7 separate regions of the Mus musculus genome follow, and regions 1, 3, 4, 5, 6 and 7 are each linked to region 2. Evidence: chromatin contacts called from public HiCAR-type, HiChIP or PLAC-seq, Micro-C and promoter capture Hi-C data. All regions are on one chromosome and are shown on one strand. Each heading gives the region's core, a stretch centred on a gene start, on an enhancer-like site or on the middle of the called end of the contact. The rest is flanking DNA. Distances are from core to core; before and after follow the strand shown. Region 1 holds the start of 3110056K07Rik (RIKEN cDNA 3110056K07 gene). Region 2 holds the start of Daam1 (dishevelled associated activator of morphogenesis 1). Region 3 holds the start of Dhrs7 (dehydrogenase/reductase (SDR family) member 7). Region 4 holds the start of Ppm1a (protein phosphatase 1A, magnesium dependent, alpha isoform). Region 5 holds the start of Psma3 (proteasome subunit alpha 3). Region 6 holds the start of Pcnx4 (pecanex homolog 4). Region 7 holds the start of Tomm20l (translocase of outer mitochondrial membrane 20-like).

The links. Promoter capture Hi-C pulls out the DNA fragments that hold promoters and counts their contacts. A called contact is a pair of places that touch in the nucleus more often than the background predicts. HiCAR-type assays count read pairs that join an accessible place to other places. HiChIP or PLAC-seq counts read pairs in DNA pulled down with a chosen protein or histone mark.
Region 1: a Micro-C map of embryonic stem cells shows a contact between it and region 2, with 9 times the contacts expected there. The contact joins the promoter of 3110056K07Rik here to the promoter of Daam1 in region 2. A contact is called at or near these places in 1 of 39 promoter capture datasets (liver), 1 of 484 Hi-C or Micro-C datasets (embryonic stem cells) and 1 of 115 datasets of contacts at active chromatin or transcription factors (bone marrow-derived macrophages).
Region 3: a contact with region 2 is called in an H3K4me3 HiChIP or PLAC-seq map of pro-B cells, with 4 times the contacts expected there. The contact joins the promoter of Dhrs7 here to the promoter of Daam1 in region 2. A contact is called at or near these places in 5 of 39 promoter capture datasets (embryonic stem cells, hippocampal neurons, neutrophils and 2 more), 1 of 484 Hi-C or Micro-C datasets (cardiomyocytes), 4 of 115 datasets of contacts at active chromatin or transcription factors (bone marrow-derived macrophages, large pre-B cells, memory CD8 T cells and 1 more) and 2 of 9 other capture datasets (adipose tissue and liver).
Region 4: a contact with region 2 is called in an H3K4me3 HiChIP or PLAC-seq map of pro-B cells, with 4 times the contacts expected there. The contact joins the promoter of Ppm1a here to the promoter of Daam1 in region 2. A contact is called at or near these places in 6 of 39 promoter capture datasets (cranial neural crest, hematopoietic stem and progenitor cells, hippocampal neurons and 3 more), 4 of 484 Hi-C or Micro-C datasets (B cells, CD8 T cells, Sertoli cells and 1 more), 5 of 115 datasets of contacts at active chromatin or transcription factors (cardiomyocytes, large pre-B cells, microglia and 2 more) and 2 of 9 other capture datasets (adipose tissue and liver).
Region 5: a contact with region 2 is called in a HiCAR-type map of astrocytes, with 2.3 times the contacts expected there. The contact joins the promoter of Psma3 here to the promoter of Daam1 in region 2. A contact is called at or near these places in 2 of 115 datasets of contacts at active chromatin or transcription factors (astrocytes and bone marrow-derived macrophages).
Region 6: a promoter capture Hi-C map of pre-B cells shows a contact between it and region 2, with 2.8 times the contacts expected there. The contact joins the promoter of Pcnx4 here to the promoter of Daam1 in region 2. A contact is called at or near these places in 3 of 39 promoter capture datasets (the 3T3-L1 cell line, neural stem cells and pre-B cells), 7 of 484 Hi-C or Micro-C datasets (CD4 T cells, CD8 T cells, embryonic stem cells and 4 more), 4 of 115 datasets of contacts at active chromatin or transcription factors (embryonic stem cells, microglia, pancreatic cancer cells and 1 more) and 1 of 9 other capture datasets (liver).
Region 7: a contact with region 2 is called in a promoter capture Hi-C map of embryonic stem cells, with 2.2 times the contacts expected there. The contact joins the promoter of Tomm20l here to the promoter of Daam1 in region 2. A contact is called at or near these places in 2 of 39 promoter capture datasets (embryonic stem cells and hippocampal neurons).

What each region holds. Positions count from the first base shown.
Region 1 is chr12:71,013,866-71,017,137 of GRCm38.p6, reverse strand. It overlaps 3110056K07Rik (RIKEN cDNA 3110056K07 gene), which reads left to right and starts at 1,315. Exons shown (of 4, transcript NR_045055.1): 1 at 1,315-1,631; 2 at 2,631-2,682. Arid4a (AT rich interactive domain 4A (RBP1-like)) reads right to left here and starts at 1,171. Exons shown (of 24, transcript NM_001081195.1): 1 at 977-1,171; 2 at 1-47.
Region 2 is chr12:71,829,233-71,832,814 of GRCm38.p6, reverse strand. It overlaps Daam1 (dishevelled associated activator of morphogenesis 1), which reads right to left and starts at 1,747. Exons shown (of 26, transcript NM_026102.3): 1 at 1,484-1,747.
Region 3 is chr12:72,663,141-72,666,645 of GRCm38.p6, reverse strand. It overlaps Dhrs7 (dehydrogenase/reductase (SDR family) member 7), which reads left to right and starts at 1,818. Exons shown (of 7, transcript NM_025522.5): 1 at 1,818-2,017. The coding sequence starts at 1,885.
Region 4 is chr12:72,759,745-72,763,248 of GRCm38.p6, reverse strand. It overlaps Ppm1a (protein phosphatase 1A, magnesium dependent, alpha isoform), which reads right to left and starts at 2,038. Exons shown (of 6, transcript NM_008910.3): 1 at 1,618-2,038.
Region 5 is chr12:70,973,002-70,976,717 of GRCm38.p6, reverse strand. It overlaps Psma3 (proteasome subunit alpha 3), which reads right to left and starts at 2,095. Exons shown (of 11, transcript NM_011184.5): 1 at 1,951-2,095. The coding sequence starts at 1,971.
Region 6 is chr12:72,535,019-72,538,470 of GRCm38.p6, reverse strand. It overlaps Pcnx4 (pecanex homolog 4), which reads right to left and starts at 2,114. Exons shown (of 11, transcript NM_026327.3): 1 at 1,932-2,114.
Region 7 is chr12:71,109,662-71,113,000 of GRCm38.p6, reverse strand. It overlaps Tomm20l (translocase of outer mitochondrial membrane 20-like), which reads right to left and starts at 1,573. Exons shown (of 5, transcript NM_029227.1): 1 at 1,421-1,573; 2 at 1,252-1,295. The coding sequence starts at 1,556. It overlaps Gm32906 (a long non-coding RNA gene), which reads left to right. Exons shown (of 3, transcript XR_381662.3): 3 at 1,308-2,250.

The DNA of each region.
Region 1 (3,272 bases), core at 66-2,565, 820 kb after region 2:
CTGGTGACCTGTGGGGTTCCAGCTTCCTCGAGTTCTCTTCCCGGGCGCTAGAGCCAAAGCAGGGAAAAGAGAGGCAGAGGATCAGTCCAAGGCGGGGTGAGACCCGGAAAGAAAGTAAACAAATGCAGGCGGGGAGGGGCCGAGCTCCGCGGCCCCCGGGACAGACCCCCGTCGGGCAGCCAAAGCCTGGCGGGCAGTGAGCCCCACGCGCGCCAAAGGGCAGCGCGTCCCGCCCCTGCCCGGCCGGCCGGCCCACCGCGCCCCCGCCTCGTCGGCCACTCGCAGCCCCCTGCGCCCCGGCCTCCCGGGTCCGCGCCCCGCCGGGCCCCGACTCTAGCGCGCGCCCCGCCTCCGCCGCTCGGCCCCCTTGGCCCGCCCCGGCCCGGCCCGCGGCGGCGGCAACGGAGTGTCACGGCGCCATTGCTCTCCTGCCTCCGCTCTGCACCATGTCAGGAAGGAGAAGCGCTCCTTCACCCGGGGGGCAGGGGCGGCGGCCTGCGGCGGCGGCCGGCGCGGGGGGACCCGGCGGGGGAGGCGCGGGGCGGGGAGGCGGCAGGACAGGGTGTGGGAGGGGAGCGAGCCGCACCGCCGCAGCGGCCGTCTCCTCCCGCGCCCGCCTCAACTTTTTGTACAGCCCGGAGAGGCGCGGGCACCCCGATCTCCGCGGTCCAGCAGCGGGTCCTCGCCAAAGAAGCACAGCAGAGTTGGGGGCCGGTTCTCCCGGCAGCCCGCTCCTCCAAAGCAAACTTAGCGGCGCGGCCAGCCCCACAGCCATTTTCCCGGGGAGGCGGCGGAGGCGGTCGTGCCCGCAGTTGCCGCCGCGACTCCAGGACCCGATCGCTGCCCGGCGCCCCGGGCACAGCCCGCCCTGCATCCCCCTCTCAGCCTGCGGAGCTCCCAACTGCACCGGGACCCCATCGCGGCAGCAGCTGCTCCCGCCGCTTTGCCCATTCAGCGGCCCCCGCTGACTACCTACCTACTGCGGGTGCAGAGCGCTGTCAGCTCTCCAGTCTGCCGCCCCACTGATCGCCGTGGGTCCCCGTCCGGGCAGCACCGCTCCCGGCCGCAGCGGCAGTTCCTGCGCCGGGTTCCCCCACTCGCCCCGATTTACTGCCACAATCCACCAAATAACAAGCTGTTGAGCAGACTCGCTTCTACACGAACTCCTATTGGCTGCTCATGACGCCGAATAGCTTCGGATTGGAGCTCGCTGTCTGCCTTTCTCATTGGATGTAGCTGGGAAACTTCCATGATTGGTGCGGAAAACAGCAGGTAGGATAGCTTCCACTTCTGATTGGCTGTATCCGAACACGCACGTTATTGGAGGATAGAGGATTGAGTAAGAGAGCCCAAAAATTTGATTGGAGGAGCCGACTCCGGATGTGCTTGACTGAACACTGATTGGAGAACAAGGGGTCAGGAAGAGCAGTTCCGCACGAGGATTGGGCGGTGGCGTGTCCCATGGAAACGGAATCCAGAACTGCAGCCAGGGTTTTTCACGGGGGCGGAGCCGGCTCTTCCCCAGGCGCCTGCGCCTAACCGGTTCCCCGGCGCCATTTTGTCCCGGCAGCAGCAGCCCGCAGCTCTATCCCATTTTCTGTGTCTGGAGGGAAGGACGCGGACTCTCTCGGGTAGGTTTATTTCAGTGTGGCACCGGCTTACCCTTCCCTCCAGGACAACGCCTAGCGAAGGGTGGAGGAGTCACGGAGTCGTCCGAGAGGTCTGTCGGAGGCTCCCGGTGTCGGGTGGCCTCGGGGGTGGCGCAGCGCTGGGAGCACCGGAAGCGAGGGCGGCCATGGGAGCCGCTGTCCGCCGGCGGCGGAGCGTGGCTGGGGGGGCGTGGAGGAAGGGGGCGAGGTCGGGGGCGCACGTGTAGGTGAGTAAGCGGCCCTTTGCGCCCCTTCACTCGGGATGGCGGGATTTTACTGACACCCCCCCCCCTTCCTCCCGGCATAGCTCTGTCTCCCTTTGACATTGCATTTCGGAAGCTGGGTTGCGGTCTGCAGACACCAGGGGCCCAAGGTGGCAGCCACCTTGGTAAAAGACGGAGGAGGTGTGGTTTCTAGAAACGTCTTGCGTGGGGAAGAAGAGTTATTTCCTCCAACTGTGAAGCTTGGAGGAAACGTGGAAGCCCCGGCTTTCGGAATGCTGAGGAATGTGCCTGCCAGGACAGACGCTGCTGCCACTATGACCTTAGACAAGCGACTCTTGTCACTGCATGAGGCGAATACTATACTATTTTTTCGAAGAAAGTATTAATGCTTCAGGAAGGAACGACAGTTTCTTAGATGAAAGGGTTTTCTGGACCAGATAGACATGGATTCTGTCGTCAGCACATTGTCTTGTTAAATGACACAAAACTTAACAATTGGGCAACAGCTTATGCCCTAAATTAAAATGTGAAATGTTAACCCCAGTAAATTGCACAGTTGAGTACGTCTGAACTAACGCCATATCAACTAGTTAATATTTGTTGTTTTTGTTTTTTCAAAATTTGTTAAGATTGTGAAGTGTATTTTGGTAGTTTTACTAAGTCATGTCTATCTTTTTAAAATCTGCTTAGTTTTGGTGATGCACAAAACTAGAAAATGGTTGAGTAAACAGTTGAGGATTTTTGTTTGTTTTTCTAGAGTTGTGCTGAAGACAACAGACACCTCCATGACAACCCAAAGTATCACAGAGGTGAGTCCTGTGTCTTTTGAAATCTTGTGACTTGGGACAGGTGTGTGCTGAGATTTTCTGTAGACTAGAGCCAAATACTAGGCTACGTGACTGGTTGTTGAAGATGTTTTGTTAGTTCAAGCTTTCAAATGAGTCGGTTTAATTAGCTTCCTGATGTTATACCCTAGAGAAAGCCACAGATAAAAAGCATCCCTAATATTCAAGCTCACCCATTCTGGGCTCCTCCTTTCTGGACTCTGGTTTTTGGAGACAGGATTTTGGTAGTCCAAGCTCATGACCTTGAACTGCCGTCCCTGCTTCAGCTCCACAGCACACCATGCCCACCCAGCTTTGATTCTTAGACTTTTTAACACTCAGTGTCTTAAGTCAGAATCTTAACATTTTCTTGATTTTGTTCACCACTCTGATTTAAAAGTCTCTTGAGAAAGGTCTGATTAGTGAGTATTTAGGCAGGAAGAATTTTGGCTTTCTGTTGTAGTTTTATTTTTTAAGAAAATTAGCCAGGCAGTAGTGGCGCACACCTTTAATTCTAGCACTTGGGAAGCAAAGGCAGGTAAATTTTTGAGTTTGAGGCCAGCCTGATCTATAGA
Region 2 (3,582 bases), core at 498-2,997:
TTGTTAAGTAAATTGCCTCCAGCACTATTAACTATGATAATGATGGAAAGATACAGTTCACTCGTTGGAGGAAAAACATCTTCCAAATTTAGTTTACCTTAGAACAAAAGCCCCAGACAATTCGCTTTGAGATGATGTATAGGCACATGGGAGGGGACAGGTCCAAAAATATGGTGTCCAAGCTATGTAGGAAAGAATATGGGGGAGTCCCAGAGCTGCTAGGAGGGTGAGGAAGAGGGAGCAGCTGGGCCCAGGGCAAACATTTGACCACACCCCCCCGACCACACCCTCCCAGCTGCCCGCAGAGCCACAACGAATTGAAACAGCAGTGCGAGCTGTTAAGATTCCAAAGGCAGAAGTCGCCATGGCAACCGGATTCGTCTTGCAGGCAAACTATGCTTCAATTCACTAGGTCCGGCTCAAATCTCAAGAAACTACCAATTCAATGGGGGCAAAACGGTCACGGGCAGCATTTGCTCTGGATGCTCTCCCAACATTGACGGTGGAGGAGAGAGACTGAGAGGAGGAATCTATTTCTGAGCACAGTAAAACATTTTATGGGGAGGGGACAGAACGTCCCAAACCTTGATTGTAAGCAACGTGCAAAGGACCGTAGAAGGGTTTGATGAATGTGAGTAAATGAACGAATGGAGCTGACGCAAAAAGGGAAAAGAAAAGCCAGAAGACTTTCGAGTTGTCCAGCCGGGCCGGGTCCGGTCGGGTCGGGCCCGGCCTCGCCTCGCCCTGCTCTCCTCTCTAGTCAGAAGACAAGCCAATCCCAAACAGCTGGTTTGGGCACCAGTTAGATAAACCCGATTATCCAGCCCTCCTGCCCCCACAGCGAACCTTATCATTAGGTTATCCACCACCCCATCACCACCATGGTTCTAAGGAGAGCGTTTAGCCCACGCCCAGGTGCCCTTTGCAGGGCTCCATTTGGCAGAGCCAAGACTGCGATACGCCCCTCGAAGCAGGACGCGGGGAACCCCATCCAGTCCCCCGGAGACGCAGCCTCCCCGCGCCGCAGCTAGCCGCCGGCTCGCGGCCTCCGCAATGCCAGGTTTCCTTCTTCTCTCTGCACACAGTAAACTCGGAGACTGCCTGGATTAGTCAGCCCCTCCGTTTTGAGTATGACTTGACCCGAAGGTGATAGGAATGGTAGGGGAATCGCGGTCACGGCCATGCCCACGGATCTTACAGAGCCAGCGGCCCAGGAGCGCCGCCCGCTGCCGCAGCTCCCTCAGCCCTGGCCCCGGGGAGCCTGTGGCCGGGAAGAAGAGAGATGTACCCGGCCGGCTCCACGGCCACCGAGCGCCTCGGAAAGAAAGAAGGGAGGGACCCCATCCTCGGGGATGCCTTCCTTCAGGCTCGCCTCGCTCCGAGCCGTGCTGCAGCCATTTTCCAAAGCCTAGATTGGCAGCTCGTAGCTGTCTCGGTCCTGTTCCCACCCAAACCCAACCTGAAGGACGAGTTTAATATTTACCTACTGGCCCCGGAGCTCCGGGAAGCAGCAGGAGGGCGCGCCGCGACAGCGCGAAGAACCAGCACGCCCACCCCGCGCCACGGTGCGGTGCCGCTAATGAATGAGTGCGGCGGGCGAGCCGAGGAGTCCCCTCACCTGAGCAGCCGCTGCATGCTGGAAAGGCCGCTCTGCGCTCCCGGTACAATGGGATCCGGTTAAACAGTTCCCTTCACAGCCGCTCGTAGGTTACCAACTCGCAGGTGACATCACCCTCGTCTCCTCTGATAGGACACAAGGTGGCACCCACTGCGCATGGACGCTTTGACTCGCCTTTAGGATTCTGGATGTTGTAGTCCTAGTCCTACAGACAGAGCCGAAACAGTCTCTCCATCCTCACGCTCAGGAACTACATTTACCGAGGTGCATCTCTGTCCCTCTGTGCCAGCCCCCTCCCCGCCCCCCAGACCCGCCCCCTCCCCGCCCTCCAGTTTAGCAGAACCAGTGGTGGTCAGTCAGAAGCCTAGGGGCATAATGTTTGGGGAAGAGGGCGAGGCACCCAGCGGCCGTGCCCTTTGACTTGACCTCTGATCCTGCCAGCGGGTAGGCTGCAGGACCAAGGGGCGTCCTGAACTCGCGCACACCCGCCAGGCACTTCTGTTCGGTTGGGCTCTCCTGCCCCCATCTGGGAAGGGTCCATAAAAGCCTTTCTCTTCCTTCCCTGCTCAAAACCACTAATTCATAGGACTCCAGGGGTTCTGGGTTGAATACTGAATCAGTATTTCCTCACATCCCCAAGGATCAAACAACGCCAGCCGCGGAAAAAAAGGAATCTCCTTGAACCACACTTTGGGTTAGTTCACCTTCCTCCTCTCTTTCCTTTTTTCCCTTTTAAACCAAGACCGAGTCGAGTGGTCAAGAAGAAAGCTGGGGACAACTTAGTTGGCTAACCTGAGAAAAACCGGCGGCTGTCACTAATGAAAATGCTGTGTAATAGAAGACAGAGACAGTCACCACAATCCTGCGTCTGAAAGCCTGCTGCTGTGGAGATAAAACTATCGAACAGCCATGCTTTTGTTCATCCCTTTAGGGACTTCCCGCTCTGGTGGCTCTCAGCTCCTCCGAAGATAACATGCATATCTCAAAGTTTTAGTTAATTACTCATATATAAAATTTTAAAATCCACAACACTCCCTCCACCCTTGTTCCCCGCACATTTCCTTTCAAAAATATAAAAATTTTAAGACCTTTAAGCAAACAGTACCCTTCAAGGATTGCCCCCGATCTTCAGACACTTTTATGTGTATTCAAGTGTTAGCAAAGGGTGTGAAGTGAAATTCTGACCCTTCTGGAAGATTTTGGTTTTAATACATAAAAGTTTTCGGTTTCATGATCTCATTCAATAACACCAAAGGTGAGAAACTTAAATAGAGGGAACAAATGTCCAAGTGTGTGTGTGTGTGTTTGGGGGTGGGGGGGGCTGTATTCATTCCACTCTCAATGGCACTGCTGTGATCAGCTCACACGCCCTCTTCCACCAGCAAAATTAAGATTTTGCTTCTCAGGAAATGAAGACTGACAATTAAAATTTCCAACTACTCTTCACCTAATTGCTGGTGGAATATCACATCACTACTTATCTTCCCTTTTCTGCTTCAAACACTAAGGCTCAAGTGAAATACGTTCTTGGAACTAGAGGAGCATCTCAGAGGAGAGGGAAAATGATGGGTTTTTTTGTTTGTTTGTTTGTTTGTTTGTTTGATTTTTGGGTTTTTTTTTTTTTTGTGTGTGTGAAAGAGGAGGTTGCTGTTGGATTCTGATCGTCTTTTGACAAGCCTATTCTGTACAGAGCAGAACCGTTTGTCTCCACAGAAGCAGGATATAACTTTGTTGCTCTTCTGATCTATTCTATTTCAAATATCTGAAGTGGAACCTAGACAACACAATTGTTCCTTTGGCCATCAGAACAAGGGTACAAGCGGTGATGCTCCAACTAATGGGTAGGCTTAATGTATTGTTCAATTGGCTGTGGGAAAATATTCAGAAAGAAACCCAACCTCACATGGTTCTAAATGTTCCCCCAATCTTATAACTGTGGAAAGCTTTTAGGTGGAAACATAATC
Region 3 (3,505 bases), core at 569-3,068, 830 kb before region 2:
TCCTCCAAACCAACATGTGCAGTTATTGTGTTCAACTAAGTGTTCCGTTTGTTAACATAAAACATTCTGAGTTTGAGGCAGGTGATCTCTCTGAGTTTGAAGCCAGGGTGGTCTCTATAGTGAGTCCCAGCACAAGCAGTGCTCCGCGGTGAGAGCCTGAAATGAAACAAAACAAGGCAAAAAAAGTCATGTTAGTAAAGCTTTTTTTGTTTGTGTGCATGAATGTTTTGTCTGAAAGTATGTTTGTGCACCATGTGAGTGCCTGATGCCCTCGGAGGTCAGAGATGGGAAATGGATCCCCTGGGACAAGAGTTACCAACAGATGTGAGCTGCCATGTGGGTGTGGAAATTGAACCCAGGTTCTCTGCAAGAGCAACAAGTGCCTCTAACAGCAGAGCCACCTCTCCAGCTCCAGTACGGAAAAACACTCTAAAGCTCTGCCTTGGCACTTCGACACTCAGCACCCACCCGGGTCTAATCCCTAGGGGTGGACAGGAAGAGATCATAGCTTCCTGCCAGTCTCCCAAGCCCAATGTCCCAGTCTCAGATCCCTCATCCCCACAGCTTGGGGTTGTGACCCATCGGAACACTAGATCCACTGCAGTCCTGTCCTTTTACAGAAGGGGAAACATTTGGGATAAGATTCATCATGAGACTCTGTGTGGTATTTTAAGACATCTTATTACAAAAGTAATGTGCTACAAAATAAAAATAAAATTCACATGGCCCAGGTGATACGTCAATTAGAGCAATTCTTGACCAATATTATTCCAAATGGCAGTCCAAAAGTTTAGCTAACTGACATGCACCTTGAACTATACCACAGCAATTTCTGATTAACACTAGTTCAAATATTTCCTGCATAGATCACTCTAAAGATGCAAAATATAGACCTTTGTAAACCTTTTCTCACTGCAATGAAAAAAGTGACAATTCAGCTGGGCGTGGTGGCGCACACCTTTAATCCCAGCACTTGGGAGGCAGAGGCAGGCGGATTTCTGAGTTTGAGGCCAGCCTGGTCTACAAAGTAGAAACAGAGAAACCCTGTCTCGGAAAAAAAAAAGTGACAATTTATAAAAACAATACTAACAAACACAGAAGAAAGAACAGAGCAATTAGTGTGCACAGAGGCCTTTCCATATTCAAATGCTGTCAAATGATAATGGCATCATTTACAAACGGTGGCAGGAGGACACCAACCTGAGTGTTTTTAGCTCCTGGAACTTAGCAACAGTTGCCTTCTAGCCCAGTTAGTTTTATGTTCTGATTACTCTGGGCCATGATAGCCAACTTTTGGCCAAATATGAGTATCATTTGTAATGTTTTTCTAAATATAAGCGGCCAGTCCACGAGGGCAACCCAGTTCAAGTGCTGAGTTACTTCGGTATGCTTATCTCAGTCCACAAGCTTAAAGTGAAAGGAAAACAGATTAGGAAGAGTGAGTGAGGGTTTGGCTCAGCTTTTGGGAGCTTGCCCAGCGCGAAGAAGGACCTGGGCACAATTCCCAGCGTGGAGCGGGGGATGGGGCCTCGGGGTCGGAGCGGGCAGTGATCAAAGTTTTGTTTTGTTTCTCGCCAAGGCACCACCAAAGCCCTGAAAAGTCGTCCTAAAAACAGCTGTTAAAGACTCCTTCATGCCCTCACAAATCTTGTTGACTGCTCTCCCAACAGCAGTTTCCCAAGATTCCATGCCTTCTATTGCAACACCCCGGCAGTCTTGCACGCAGTAGGGACGCGCAGAGACGCCGTGGTGCAGCCCGGGACACAGATGGAGCCCCACCTTCGGGGACTCGCTAGGCGGAGCCCCGGGTTGTGACCCGCCGCGTAGAGGGCGGGCGCCGACTGTCTTCCGCTTGCGGCAGAGTCGGGTAGGCAAGGGACAGCGATGAGCTGGGAGCTGCTGTTGTGGCTGCTGGCGCTGTGCGCGCTGATCCTGCCCCTTGTGCAGCTCTTGCGCTTTTTGCGGGCGGATGCGGACCTGACCTTGTTGTGGGCTGAATGGCAAGGGCGACGCCCAGGTGAGCATCCTCTACAGCCTGGGCTCTAAGGAAGATCAGGGCCGAGGTCCCTCCCAGCTGTTGCCAAGCTGAGCCTTGACCAAGGGCTGAGGGTCCGGGAGGAAGAGGCAGGGGCTAAACAGGCAGTACCCACTCTGTCGCTTGTCTTAATTCGAAAATGGCCCTGATTTGTTACCCAGACTAGGATAGAAAACGTCAAACCCCAAGAGAGCGCTGCAATTCTCTGATGCCTGCAAGACACAGACTTCTTCCGTAGGATCCCCGGACACTCTCAGGGAAGGCACCATGGAGAGCAGAGTGTGTCCCTTGCTTTCTAAGAGGCCGGAACATTCTTTGATCCTGCACTTTTTACTTTCCCGGAAGCACCCAAAGAAAATTTGGCCTGAATCACTTACTCACCTGCTCACTTGGTTAAAATTTTCGCAATAGAAAGCGCTGAGCTGGCTTTTTGCCAGGAGGGAGATCATTCTGTGTACAGTAAGGCACGTTTCGCCCGCTCCACTTCGATCTGCAGCTTGCGTGGTGTTTAATGTTCACTTAATACATGATTCACATGCTCCGATATATCAGTTCACAGATGCTGCTGGGTGTTATGTCACGTTGGCAGTGTGTTCAGCAGGCCACAGACAGCCTCTGACCTTTGGCGTTAACAATTCTGATGACATGGGCACTCTTCGTATTGTTTTTCAGTTAAAGACATTGACAGAGAAACTCAAAGCCTCCCTAGGTAGGCTTTTCTGATCCTTAAAGGACTAAGTGGGATTCCACTGTTCGTGGTGGAAAATACACAAAGCACCCGAACAAAAATGCTTTGAAGTAGCTGGTGGCTCAGAAGGTACTGCATTCAAAGTCAGCAGGGCAGGAGTAGGTGACAGCTGGATCTTGGATTTTATGTCCCTCCCAGATGTTGGCAGGCATCCTTGCTGTCTTTTCTCTGAAGCTGCATTGCCTTGGCTCAAACAGTTGCAGTACTGACAAATGCAACTGCACAGTGTGCTTGTGGATTCAGCGCTGCAAAACAGGAGAGGGCATGGCTGTGACTCGGAGACTGTCAGTGTTGAGGGCAAGAATCCTAAATACCCCATACATCTTTTAACTGTAACTCTCCACTGAGCACCATTGAGACAGATGGATGTATCTGTAAGCTCACGGTCAATAGCAGCCTGTGGATGTTGTTTGTGTTTGGCCTCATTTATTTAAATGGAAGATTGAGTTAAACTCAGTTTATAAATTATGTGACTGTATAAAAGTTATTAACACATTAATTATGTCTGAAATGTAGGTGTGTTTAGTCTTTTTTTTGCGGTGTAATTTTTTTATTACATATATTCTTCATTTACATTTCAAATGCTATCCCCAAAGTCCCCTATACCCTCCCTCCGCCCTGCTCCCCACCCAACTCACCCACTCTCCTGCTTCCTGGCCCTGGCATTCCCCTGCACTGGGGCATATGATCTTCGCAAGACCAAGGGCCTCTCCTCCTATTGC
Region 4 (3,504 bases), core at 789-3,288, 930 kb before region 2:
CCATGTGAAAAATAGGGACACAAACCCTGCAAGAAGCAACTTGATGCTTCCAGTGGCCAATTTTACTATTTTTCAAACATGTATTACAACTAATATAAAACATTATCCATCTTAATATTTGATACCACCAACATAATTACTCCCCAGATGTAAAAGTGTTTAGTATTAATACAAATGTTTGAAGAAACTTGCACATATAGTTCATTATAATTTCAAGGTATTACTGCTGTAAGCTTCTAGGTTAAAAGCAGTCATCCCAACATAGCTGACTGTTCAATCAGGTATATACAAGACAAGTGAGGAGAACTTGGTCTTGCACCATTCAAGAGGCCCCGAGCTAAATCTATCCCCAGCAATGCAAAACAAACAAACACACACACACACAAAAATGCAGCCCAGAACTGTAGCACTGGGAAGATGATCTGCTTTGTGCTTCAAATTATTAAACAGTCAAGCAGACATTAAGGCAATAAAGGCGGTATTGAAGATAAGTATGTGGGTGTGTGCTCACTATCTTTCTGGTCCTTAGTTTCCTCATCTGTAACTACAGAAATAATCTTTGGCAAAGGCCCAGAATACAGAAAAGGTTAAAGGGAGGTGAGAACCAAGCACTATGTAGTGAGCCCTCAGAAACCCTAAAATCCTAAGGCCCAGAAAACAATCATTTAAGTTCTATGATTCTTCAGCAGGCTTCTCCTCCATCCAGTAGTAGTCATGTTTGAAATCTGAAAGCCAGGGTTTAAAAAGATTGTTTTTGTTTTTTTCTCTGAACCGTGGAAAACTACTCATTTTCGTAACGTCAAAATCATTTATTCTTCTCAAACAATGCCAATCTCCTTATACTCTAACCGCGCGGTTAAAAATATACCAGGAGCATTATTCCAACTATCAGGAAACTTGGGGTGGGGGCGGCATCGTAGATTGCTTAGACTCTGACCTTTGTGGATTTCTAAGTATCGTGTAGTGTTTGAGAAAAGAGAAAAACACTTTGGATGATGAAATTTGCAAAAGATCTAAAACTCCAGTTGGCAGAAGGCTCTCCACAGCCAGCTGTCTTTCAAGAAGGGGATCCGAGTGTGTTTACAACCTACAAGCAGAAGGGAGCCAAGCCTAAACTAAACTCTAACATAAAGAACTTTCCTCCAATATATCAGGCCAAAATGATGCAAAACCTGTAGTTTACTTCAATGGGTTTGCTCCAAGCCGGAATAATGAATGAAATGGAGGCATCACTACTGAGTTGGGGGCCTCACTTTCAACCCAGCGGGTGAGTCTCCAAATCCAGTGAACTCACGGGCTGATCTGCTTCAAGGGGAGACCCCGCTGCAGGCTCCCCGAAAGTTCCGCGGCCGCCAGTGTCCGCCCCGCCCGGCCGAGGGTCGCGCCCCCTCCCAGCCGCCGCACACACCCCGCCTCCGCCCCCGCCGCGTGTTAACCCCTCGCCACCCGGCGCGGGCTCGGGGAGGAGGCCGCCCAGGGGGTGGAGTTGTCGCGTCTCCTCCCGGGATCGCCCGGGCAGACGCCCGGCTTGTTTACAGGCCCCAGGCCTGGCCGCCGCCGCACAGGCCCTCCGCCCGCCCGCCCTCGCCCTCTTCCTCGCCCTCGCGCCGCGCTTACCCGGAGCAGCCGCGGGCGGGCGGGTCCCTCGGTCGGCCGGGGCGGCGGTGGCGACGGCGGCCGGGCACGGGGTCCCGCGACGGCGGCCGGGCCCGGGCGGAGGAGGGGAGGAGCCGGGCTGGGTCCGGGCCCCCGGCTCTCGGAGCCCTCGCGGCTCAGATCATCCGGGCGTCGGAGCGGGAGGCAGAGAGCGGGGCCCGCGGGAGGCGGAGGAGGCGCCGAGGACTCATCGCTTTCCGCCCCACCTGCCTGGGCCCCCCTCCCCCCGCCCCAGCCACCCGATCCCGAGCTGCGGACCCGGCCGGCGCGGAGACCACGGCGTTCTAGCTCCTGCGCGCGCTCCCGCCCCTAGCGCCGCCACCGCCGCCGCCTCTAGCGCGGCCCCGCGCACGCGCGCTCTCGACACCGCTGCCCCTCGCCCGGCCCCGCCCCGCCCCGCGCCGCCGTTTCCCCCACCCCCGGCCCTGCAGCTGCGGCGCGGCCCATGGGCTGGAGAGACCCGGATGTGGGAGGGCCGGAACTGCGGCTTGGGCGGGGGAGGGGCGGCGGTGACGTCACTGCCCTGCGCTGCTCCTCAGGTCGCTGCCGCGGGCCGATCCCTAGGGAGCGTGGACGTCCTGGGTGCGAGCCAGGCGCGCGGCCTTCGCGCTAGGGCGCAGAGGGCCTCTCCAAACCCGGCTGTCGTCGTCGTCCGCACCCGACTCTTACACCTGCCTACGGACGCCGGTCTCCAGGTGCAGTCTCGGTTAGCGCCCGGCACAGGGGACTCAGCCTGCCCCTTCGACCCCACGAGGCGCACACGAGTGCCGCGGCCATACCGCAGACGTGCGTGTGCAAACCGTTCACGCCTTGGGACACGTGCCTAGCTAGAGCTTCTCGCGGGTTGTCCCCGAGTCCCTGCAGGGATTCCGAATTGTATTTATGTGCACGTTACGGGGTCACGTGATTCGGGCTCAACGGGCACCTCCAAAGACCTCCAGTGGGGCTAATGGAACCGAGGGTTTTTCAAAATCTAGAGGATAATCAGAAACGTGACAGCTGCTTTCACGGAGAGCTAGAGATGAGCAAAAGGTAACTGCACGTGCAGGCGGCCAAAATCCAGTTTAGCTAGCTCGACCACAGAAAACCCGACCCACGCTGCTTGCCGACGCCGGGATAGAATGACAAACCCTAGGCAGCCAATGAATCAGAGCTGGAAAGCAGTACATCACCAGTATGAGTTCCCATTGGTTGGGTGTGCCTTCCCAGCTTTTCAGTCACCAGCTTAACCCTTACAACCAAATTCGCAGGAATAGAAGTTTAAGAGAGATTCTGATATAATACAAAGAAAAAGCATATATTCCGCTGAAATAGGCTAATGCTTTAAAAAAAAAAATACTAAAACTATTAGCCAAATTGAGTTCAGACCAGTAACAAGATTAATTTCAGTAAGGCCTTCCCCTTTTCTCTGGTGCTTACTGCAGTTTGCCACCCCGCTACTTCGTGTCTCTTATAAACCACTCCATTGTCTTGACTCTTAGATCAAATACAACCTGCTTTTGCCGGCTGTCATCCCGCAAACTATTTCTCTATTTTGGATGTTGTGGTAACCATTTCTGATATTTTCACCACGACTTATGGAAGATGATTCCCTTTTCTTCACTTTTACACCTGACATCAATGGCAGGACCACATGTGAGACTGCCAATTCCCAGCAGACACTATCTTCACTGACCCTCCAAATCACTCAGTATTTTGGGAATACGATGAATTTGTAGCACCTCCAGGTATATAAAGTAAAAATAAAATTCACTATACAGTTCTTAATTCTTTTCTATACAAGTGCAGAAATAAATGAAATTAGGTGCGAAATCTTTTAATGAAATGCTGTTTTATTATTATATACAA
Region 5 (3,716 bases), core at 846-3,345, 860 kb after region 2:
AACAGACACATATGTGGTGCAACATACATACACATAGAAATTTTTTAAAAAATTCACTCTGGCTTTGGGCTAAAACAAATGTAGACAAGTGTGGGTGTGGAGCTCAGATATTCCAAACAATGGTGGCTCTGACCACACAAAAGGAAAGGAAACAAGCTTTTAGGAGCACCATTAAATGTCAGACAGAACCATGGATCTAGGAGTGGAGCTTGTCTGGCAGCACAAACACTGTAGTTTAATCCCTAGGCATAAATGATGCTGTGTAAAAAACACACAGATTTGTTAATGGACAGCTCTTGGTGTAAAATAAAATAAAAAAAAAGACAACTAATGGACTTTCATTTGAACAACCAGAATTGAAATGTTCATTAAGCTGAAGACAACGGAAGATTGTCCATACAGAATTCAAAATTAAATAATAATCCTTTCTTGCTGCATATCTAAGCAATACGGATGGGTCCCAGCACTCATGAGGCTGACACAGAAAGATGCAGAGTTCTAGGCCAGTATGGCTCTATCTCAACCCCACCCCCTACAAACACACACACACACACACACACACTCACTATTTTCTTTAATTGAATATAGGATTTGGGGCTCAGTGCTTGCCTACTAGCTCTTGAGGCCCTCGGCTGGCCTTCCCAACTGCCCAGCAGTAGGGGTTAAAAAAAAGAAAACCAAATGGCCCAAAATGACTGACAAATACTGGTATTTACAATTCTTAGAAGACAGCCAGAAAACAAGCCTTCAACCGTGAAACTTCCTAAAACTCAGGGTTACTTTCATATTAAAATATTCCACATGGATTGACCACTGACAGAGGATAACATTACTACAACTGCAAAGCCAATTTGCTGAGACATATTATTGAGCACTTATCCCAAAAGTATTACATAGTATTAATATCTTGTAACCACTTAATTCTAAGCATAAGAACACAGTATGCGAGTTTAATTCTGAGCAGCAAATCTTATTTTGTTTGTGTGTGTGTGTGTGTGTGTGTGTGTGCGCGCGCGCGTGTTTTGTTTTAAAGACAGGGTCTCTTTACATAGTCCTGGCTGTCCTGGAACTCATTAAGTAGACCAGGCTGGCCTCGAACTCAGAGATCCTCCTACCTCTACCTCCCAAGTGCTAGGATTAAAGGGGTGCACCACACTTGGTGAGCATCAAAATAATGGGGGAAACAAGGATAACCAAGAAACGCATTATTCATTCATTACCTCTACTGCAAATAATCGAGACTGTTAAGTAGTTCTATATGGAGACAAAGGAAAGGTGGGGTAAATCGCTGCACACACTGGGTGTATTTAGCCCCAACAAATTAAAGTCCAGCTCGCAAATCCTCAATACTCCTTACAAATCGGAGGCGCTTAGGCCCATAGATAACCCTTTAAATGCTTACAGACTCGCTTAAAATAGCTTGTTCGCGAAAAGCAGAACGCAAAGGAAAGGCAAGGACTCATGAGATCCAGCCTTTCTTCTAGGTGGTGTCCCGTTTCCAGGGAACGTCCACTAACTAGGTTCCGTCCGGGAAGCCCGGGCAGGCCTGTGAGTCAGCAGCACCGCAGCACACAGCTCCGCAGCACCTGCATGGGCCGGCGGCGGCCGCACGACGCACTCGGCGATCCGGCCGAGGCATTGCGACCAGCAGGGGCTTGCAAGGGGCCGTTCGAGGGTCGAGCCGGGGAGCTCGCACTGCGGCAGGCCCGCGAGTCTCCACTTTCAGTTTCCTTAAGCATGAGACTAAAGTGACTCAGCACCCGGGGCTGTCGCTGCACGGGGGCGGACAGGACCGGCCCGAACCGCCGCGGGAGCCGGGGTCACCGAGACAGAGGCCGCGGGTCCCCAGGACTCGGGCAGCGCCGGGGATCCAGCGGCCCTCCGAGCCGCAGCCGGGCTTCCTCACTGCCTTCAACCCCGAACTGGAAGAGACGGCGCGGAGAGACTCACCCCAGTGCCGATGGAGCTCATGGTGCTGACCCGGCAGGCCGCGGAACGCTTCCAGGCCTCAAGCGCCGCTCCTACGCCGCACACGGCGCAGGCTAGTAACAGGCTCGCCCATTGGCTGCGCTCTCCACCAATAGCCTTTCCTCTTGCGGCTTGTTCCGTGGGCTGGGACGAAAACTGTAGGGGGAAAAAAAAAAAAAAAAAAAAGCAGAGAGCGCGCGTGCGCAGAAACCATAGAGGCGGTTCCCTGGAGAAGTTGCTACTGTGTCAACTGAAACTGGTATTGGAAGAGCTAAGGTCAGAGCCTAGTTCCTAATAGTCCTAAGTAGCTAATAATCCTAAGGAGGACAGGCTTGGGCACCTGTCCTCTGTAGCCCACACAGACAGGAATTCTTAAAAGTCGGGGAAGGAAAAACCCACCTTAGGAAAAGGAACAAAGCCGGGCGTGGTGGCGCATGCCTTTAATCCCAGCACTCGGGAGGCAGAGGCAGGCGGATTTCTGAGTTCGAGGCCAGCCTGGTCTACAAAGTGAGTTCCAGGACAGCCAGGACTACACAGAGAAACCCTGTCTCAAAAACACCAAAAAAAAAAAAAAAAAAAAAAAAAAAAAAGGAAAAGGAACAAAAGGAGGCAATTGACCCCCCCATCCTCCGACCAAGTTCATCATCAGAGTCCGAACATGACGTTTGGTTCAACTGCTGTGCATAACTAAGCAGCCTCGGTCAAGGTGTGATACCTTTTCCATCATGGTTTCAACTTTAGCCTCTCCTGCAAGGTGGTGTGAAATCTATGTGTGAGAGAAAGCTGTCCCTCTGGCTGGAACCAGGCAGGCTTCAGCCTTCTTTCACCCAGCATGTAATTCCTGGAGAAGTTCCAGTTTCTTGGAGTCTTATCAAAAAGAGGAGCACAAGAGCTTCTTTAGAATATCTTCATTCCTACTAGGAAGATTATGAGACTTAGCGTTAGGAAAGGCTAAGGTGGCTTGGGGGACTCCAGTTGCTCGGCTCATTCTAACAACTATCAGGTTATGATCTTAAGTATTAAGTGGAGGGAGGGCAACAGATAAATCAAAGGAGTGGGCATGGAACCTGACCTAGTGGTGGGTGGATTTTAAATCCCAATTGTAAATACAACGTTAGAAATATTTTTATTTAAAAAAATATATCTGAGCCGAGCGTGGTGGCACACGCCTTTAATCCCAGTACTCGGGAGGCAGAGGCAGGCGGATTTCTGAGTTCGAGGTCAATCTGGTCTACAAAGTGAGTTCCAGGACAGCCAGGGCTATACAGAAAAACCCTGTCTCAAAAAAACAAAATAAATAAATATCTGGAGACTTTTATTTTATATAGCTAGAAAATATTTTCCAGCAGGGTGATGCAGAAGGCAGGGACGGGAGGCCAGCTTGCAATATAAGAGCCCTGTCTAAAAAGAAAACAAAACAAACATCAATAAAAACACATTTTTAAAAACCCACTATCAATCAACTTTATTTTGGTTCGTTGTTTTGTTGAAGCAGTCTCAAGTATCTTAGGCTGGCCAAAGATGGCACTGAACTCCTAATCTTTCAGCCTCTACCTAAAGATGGAATTACAACCCTGGTTTATCACTCCAAGCCTAGGTAATGTCTTTCATAAGAAAAAAAAGGAAAAAGAAAAGAAAAACCAACAGCACACATTTCATTCGTTGTGTTTCAGCCTCCCTCCGAGTGTGGAAAAAGGGTTGCTTAGTAGTAGTATTTTTATTATTTTTACATGTTTGAGGGGAGGAAG
Region 6 (3,452 bases), core at 865-3,364, 710 kb before region 2:
GACTCTGTAGACCAGGCTAGCCTCAAATTCACAGATCCACCTGACTCTGCTTCCTGAGTGCTGGGATTAAAGGCAGGAACCACCAGGCAAATTCTGAGGATTCTTGAATAGAGGACTTGAAAGGAATATAAAAAGTTATAAAAGGTAAAACCTGATACCCAAGCTGGCCTGAGGACACTGGCACCTAACACTCTTGAACGAGAGCGGTTAAGAGCCCAGGCCATCAGGGAAGTGAAGCTATTTGCAGAATGGCAAAAGGCTGCAATTAGAGATCTGCATCTCAGCTATATTAATTAATTAACTAGCTAATTAATTAATTCTCCCAATTCAATGATGAAAATACAACCTGGTTTTAAAAAGATAAACTAAGGATAAGAATTGACAGTTTCTGGGTGATAGACCATGCTGGAAATGAAGCTTGCCATGAGGAAATGCAAGCCAAACCTACCATGAGATAGTGTGAATTTCTCTGATTGGCTAAAATAAAAATGAAAGCCTAGAACAAGTGTTGATGAGGTTAATGTAAAACCTTCAAATACATCTAGTGGGGATGTACAGTGAGTGGTGCTATGCTTTGGGAAAAAAAAAAATCTGTCAGTTTCTCAAAGAGCCAAACAAGGGAATTAGCCTCTGACATACCTATTCCATTACCAGGTATTATATCCATGAAAACATGCCTACATAAAAATTTATACAAAATGTCCACGGCATTATTAGTACTGGCAAACTCTTTTTGCCAATGGCTAATGGCTAAATAATACAGGGCATATCTGCCTAATATACTAATAAACAATAATGAATAATACAAGCTGCAACATAAAATTCGCTAGATGCACGCACACAGATCACATGTTTTAAGGTTGTGTTTATATCGAGTATCTGAAATAATTTTGTTGAGACTAAAGATTAGTGATTGCCTACAACTAATAGCAGGAATATTGGGGAGGAGAGAGAAAAAGCAGCTAAATAGAAAAGATTTCTTTTGGAGGTAATCAAATTGCTCCGAAACCAACTTGTAGAGATGATTGTGCAAACCTGTTGAGATGCTCAAAACCAGTAAGCTGTATACTTCCAGAAAATGAATTGTATGTACCTCAGGAAAGCTCTCACAGAGGAGGATGCAAAGGTCCCCTGCCCGGGATTTTCCACAGCAGTTAATAACCAATAGGCATTTCCTAAAGGTAGGAAAGGCATAACCTGTAGCTAGCCTGGGATCCAGGCAGTTAAATCACTAAAATGGCAATATCTGTACTGGATGCTGTGAGAAATTATGGGTGATTGGGTGTGAATGGAAGCAGATATAAAATAATATGAATGCTCTCTCTCTAAACTCAGGGATTTAATGAAAAAAAAATAGAACCATAGTGGAAAAAATGAATAAGGGGAACATGAGAATAAGAGAGCATACAATTCAGAGGTCTAATAAATAACGAATGGGATTCATTTTTAAAAATTCTGGTCTTTGACACGCAAAGGATTATATAGAGACAGAGAAACCTGAGAAACGCGCTATACATATCCAGGAGGCCAAGAATGAACAAATTTTGGTCAGGAGGGCTTGAGACAGAGATAAACCAAGAAAGAGTGATCTTACCTAAGGGGCATAGGCCATGAACTTGATTAGAGTAACATGGCCATCCCTCAGCAGGGCCAAAGGGCCATTCTCCATTTCACAGAGGCCTCTCAGAAATAAAACGTAACTCCACGGGCTGCAAAAGTATTCTCAGTCACATTAAAGCCAAACTGGATCACTACCTCGATCAACTCAATTTGCTCAGTACATTAAAAAGAGCAATAATTGCATTTAAAAGCTGTTTCATGGAGAGCGAAAGATGTTTCTTGAGGTATTAAAAGGTGAAGGAACCCAGTAGTACCCAGGGGTGGAAACTAAGGCAGCAACGAAGTCTCAGGTGTGTTGGGGACGGACATACCTGGAGTCACCGCAGGGGAGAGGCGACGCGAGGGCGTCCTGGGACCACATCTCCCCAGCTGAAGTCGGTTGGGAACTCCTGCCCGAGGATGGATGCGGGCCCCGCCAGCAGCTGACCGGAGGCCTCCAGGACCGCTCCCGTTCCCATGGCTAAGATCAACTGCGCTCGTGCCTCCCAGGGGTCAGTGCGCACGCGCGCTCGGAGGCGGGGCTGTGCGTCTCGTCCCGCCCCCTGCCGCCTGGTTCTGCCGGAGGCGGATTCATGTGTGCGGCACAGCAGCGCAGGGTAGGCGGGGTTTCCTCCGCGCAGGGCCGGGCGGGCTAGTGTTGTGGGAGACGCCCAGACTTCTTCCGCACTGGTGCTCTGGTTCTTGAGCGGCCTAAGCACCACCTCTGAACTCTCACCCGGGCCACGCCCAGACGAAGGAACGTGGTTGCCTTGGTGACGAGTCCATCGTTTGGCAACCTCGAGGCTGGAGAGCTGGATGACTTGACTGTCTCTTGGGGAGCCTAGGCTTTCCAAGATTGGCAGACCCGTGACTCAGAAGTGCAATAAAAGTCCAATCCCCCAGGGTTCGGATACCTCCATTAATGACTACAGAACTAAGGCCATTCAAACAGCCTCAGGGATGGGAATGTTTTTAAATGGTAACATGTGCCTGTTATATTTATATTTTTGCTCTTAGTATTATAGTACTTTGGGCACATTATAAACTATATCCATGTAAAATAATGAACCTGTCTGTGGCAGCGAGCCAGGGCCCAGGGACACAGGTTGTAGATAGTCACCCTAGCAACTGGATTTTTTTTTTTTCAAGAGATCTCCATTCAAGTGAAGTTGGGATTCTTGAATTTGCCACAGGAAAAAAATTCCAGGGCGAGCCTGTATGAAGCAGAGTTGGAGTCTACAAGTGATTTTTTTTTTTTTTTTTTTTTTTTTGGTTTTTCGAGACAGGGTTTCTCTGTGTAGCCCTGGCTATCCTGGAACTCACTCTGTAGACCAGGTTGACCTCGAACTCAGAAATCCGCCTGCCTCTGCCTCCCGCGTGCTGGGATTAAAGGCGTGTGCCACCACGCCGGGCTACAAGTGATTTTAATATAAAATAGAGGGACTGATAGATGTGCTCAATGACAGCGTAAGACACATCAAAGTGTGGGGACTTCCACTTTGCATGTTACGTATACAGTGTTGGTGATGTCTGAGGTTATGTAGGAAGCTCTGCTAAGGAAGTTGAGTGATATCAGAAGGTTCCTGAATTTGGATCGGATTACAACTGATAAAGTAAAAACAGTGTTTTGAAAAATATGTTTATAGTCTTGTTTGGAGAGTCCCAAATACTTTCAGGTTTACAAATACTTAAGAAAGGTGTGAGGTCATAAATACTTAGGCCTTAAGCATGGCTCGCAGGTATTTTTCCATTCTTATTTGAAATGATTCTACATGAAAGGAATACTGCCTTTTTATAGGTAACCTTCACAGAATATTATAACTATGCTGACTCTCTTCACTTGCTGGATTACT
Region 7 (3,339 bases), core at 324-2,823, 720 kb after region 2:
CTGGCTTTGGGAGCCTACTCCCTTCTATTGCTGTCCTCCGCCAGACATGTCTCACACATAATAGGACCTTAAGTAGGCACAAGCTGATCACCTGAAAGATGGGAAGGTGAGAGTTCTCATGCGCTTTTAGGCTCATGTGAGTTAACAAAAGCTGGACCAATAGCCAAGATGACCGAATCCTCTTTAAAAATAACTAATAAGGGAGAGGGCTGAAGAGGGTGGCTTGGTAGTCAGGAACACTGGTTGCTCTTCCTGAGGACCAAGGTTCAATTCCCGGCATCTGTACCGCAGCTCACAACTTTCTTAGCTCCAGTCCCAGGCGATCAGATGCTCTCTTCTGACCCCTAAATGCTACCATTGATAGCCACATATGGCTGGGAAAACATCCATACACACTAGAATAAGAGGCAGTTTTTAAAAGTGACTAATACAGACAGTATTAATTCATCAGGTTAAAAAGCACTTTCCAGCAAACCTGACCCCCTGAGTTAGACACATGGGACCAGCGACAGAAGTGACTGGACCTCACAAGTTGTCCTCTGACCATCACATATGGGCCATCTTCCTCCTCTGTCTAAAAAATAATAATCACCATCAAAACCCAACTAGTCAATCATAATCTATGTTGGCCTGGGGGGCCTAGGCATCCTGTGAGGATATGAGAAGGACCAAGTTTCTCTTCTTTCTTCTAAGTTAAAAAAAAAAAAAAGAGTGCCCGTCCCTACCACATGTAATTTACAGATGCCTTTCTCTCTCTAACAGTGTTCTCTTTGGCCCAGGCTAACCTTGAACTCCCTCCTGTCTCAGCCTCCCAAGCGATGATTCTGCACACTGAGTATCAAGCCCTGTTTATACTTAAAAACAAAACATAAACAATAAGAAAAACTTTTTTTTTAAATGTGTATGGGTGTTTTGCCAGCATGTATGTCTGCAACCATGTGCATCTCTGTCGCTTCCTGGAGGACAGAAGAGGGTGACAGATCCCTTGGGATTGGAGTTACAGATGGTTGTGAGCTACCCTGTGGGTGCTGGCAATCAAACCTGAGTCCTCTGAAAGAGCAGCCAACCCTCTTGGCCGCTGAGCCATCCCACCAGATCTTCATAATGTGTCCTTACCAGACCCACTTTTCCTTTCTTTCCTTCCCCTTTATAATTAGAAGGTTAAAACTTTATAAAGCAGGTGTGCCACACTGGCAGGCCTCTTCTCCCTGGGCTTCTAGAAGGTTCCTTGGCGGGTCTGCTGCACCTCACCTGCCTGGCGGGCGCCTGGGCCTTGGGCTGTCCAGCTCTTCTCTCTGCAAACACAGGCACGAGCTGGCTGGGAAAGCCAGGTAGCATGGACACGGGTGACCGGGGCACCGGTTTGGGAACCAGCCCGGGCTTGGCCGCCCTCCCTCCCGCCGACCGCACTGGCACTCACTGTCCTGCAGGCGGCGGCGGAATGCGGGGTCTCGGTGCCGCCTCCAGTCCAGGTAGACGCAGTAGCTGAGTAGGACGACCGCGCCGCCCGCTGCCAAGCCCGCCAGGAGACCGACGCCAAGACGGACGCTGGGCATTGGGTTGCCCTGCGAGCGTTGGGCACGGGCCAGCCACACGTGAGCAAACCCCGGGTCCCGAACCCAGGACTCGGGAATTCTGAGCCTTCTCCAGCCTGACAAGACCATTTCCTGTGGCCAGGGCATGCAGTGTCCTTGGGTCGCCTGGATTTCCCTTGCACTTCAATTGGCCCCACGTTATCTCAACTTAGCCCTGGTCAGGCTGGCCAGCCTCCTCCTGTAGGTCCCCAGAACACTCACAATCCAAGTTCTCCACCCACCATAACTCAGGAGAGGGAAAGGAATCGGAAGTAATAATATAGAAGAAAAGCAAACAAAATCATTTTGCCGGTGCTTTTCCCTTTATGTTTGTTTTATTCAGCAAACACAACAAAAGAATACACAGATTTTGTCTCAAAGATCATAAAGGCATTACAAAGCTAAACCTTGTTGTTTTCGTCGTTGTTTTTCAGAGACAGGTTTTCTCTGTAGCAGTGGCTGTCCTGGAACTCACTCTGTAAACCAGGCTGGCCTAGCCTCTGCCTCCCTGAGCACTGATGCTGGGATTAAATTCGTTTGTAATTTACATGTATGGCTGTTTGCCTGTAGGTGTATATCCATGTGTGATGGGCATGCTCAATGCCTACAAAAGAAGGTGTCTGGTCCCTGGAACTGGAGTTACTGACAGTTGTGAACAACCATGTGTACACTGGTAAACCCTTGCCCTCTACAAGAGCAACAAATGCTCTAAACCACCAAGCCATCTCTCCTAGGCCTGTTTTAATTCTTTACTTTGTTTGTTTGCTTGCTTGCTTGTTTTTGTTGAGACAGGGTTTCTCTGTGTAGCCCTGGCTGTCCTGGAGCTCACTCTGTAGACCAGGCTGGCCTGGAACTCAGAAATCCACCTGCCTCTGCCTCCCCAAGTGCTGGGATTCAAGGCGTGCGCCACCACCACCCAGTCTGCTTTAATTTTCAACCGTCCATGTAGCTCATGGTGGCCTGAAACTCTCCATCCTCCTGCCTCAGTTCCAAAGTCCTTAAATAGTTTTTGTTGTGCATTATTCAACTGTACTTACTAATTCACTGTTAACTACCATTATTGTCATAGCAAGGCACCCTATCTGCCCTGAATACCAGTGAGATTAAGAAGTCCCTGTCCTTGGTCTTAGACGTAGTGAAAGTTACACACTGCTTTCCTGAATAGTGCATGTTCTTCCTATGATAACTAAAGTCTTCTATTTGCAAAAGTTTATTATAAAAACAAAAACTGGCTGTCATTACAGGACAACGTCATGGTCTGTTGTAGCTGGGACTGTTGTGTGACAACATTTTCCCTGGGGAGACAACACACACATTTCCTCACCTCAGGTAGAAGTCCTACAACTGACCTAAGTACAAACACCACCGAAATCCAACTTGGTGAACCAGTGAGTTTTTATTGGAGTTACAGGAGTCGGGGTTCGGGGCCAAAGGAGCAGGAATGACTCAGAGACATCTGCATCCCCACAGCCCACTCCAGCACGGGTGACAGCCCACAAAGCAGGGGACCTGGAGCATACTGCACAGCCTGCAGGCAGCTCACCAGGGGGGAGTGGCCTTTCCAGGTGACTCAGTTGGTCTGAACTTCCAGGCATGTCTTCTCTGTAGCTCAGCTTCCTTCTATCTGAGGGAGTCCCAGTTTTTGTGTTGCTGACTGTGGCAGGGAGAGGCATAGTGAATCTGGGCTTCCAAACGGAAGGTCCTCATGTTTGCACAGCAAAGTACTTTACCTACTGAGGCACTTCCCCAGTCCCCCTGGGGGGAC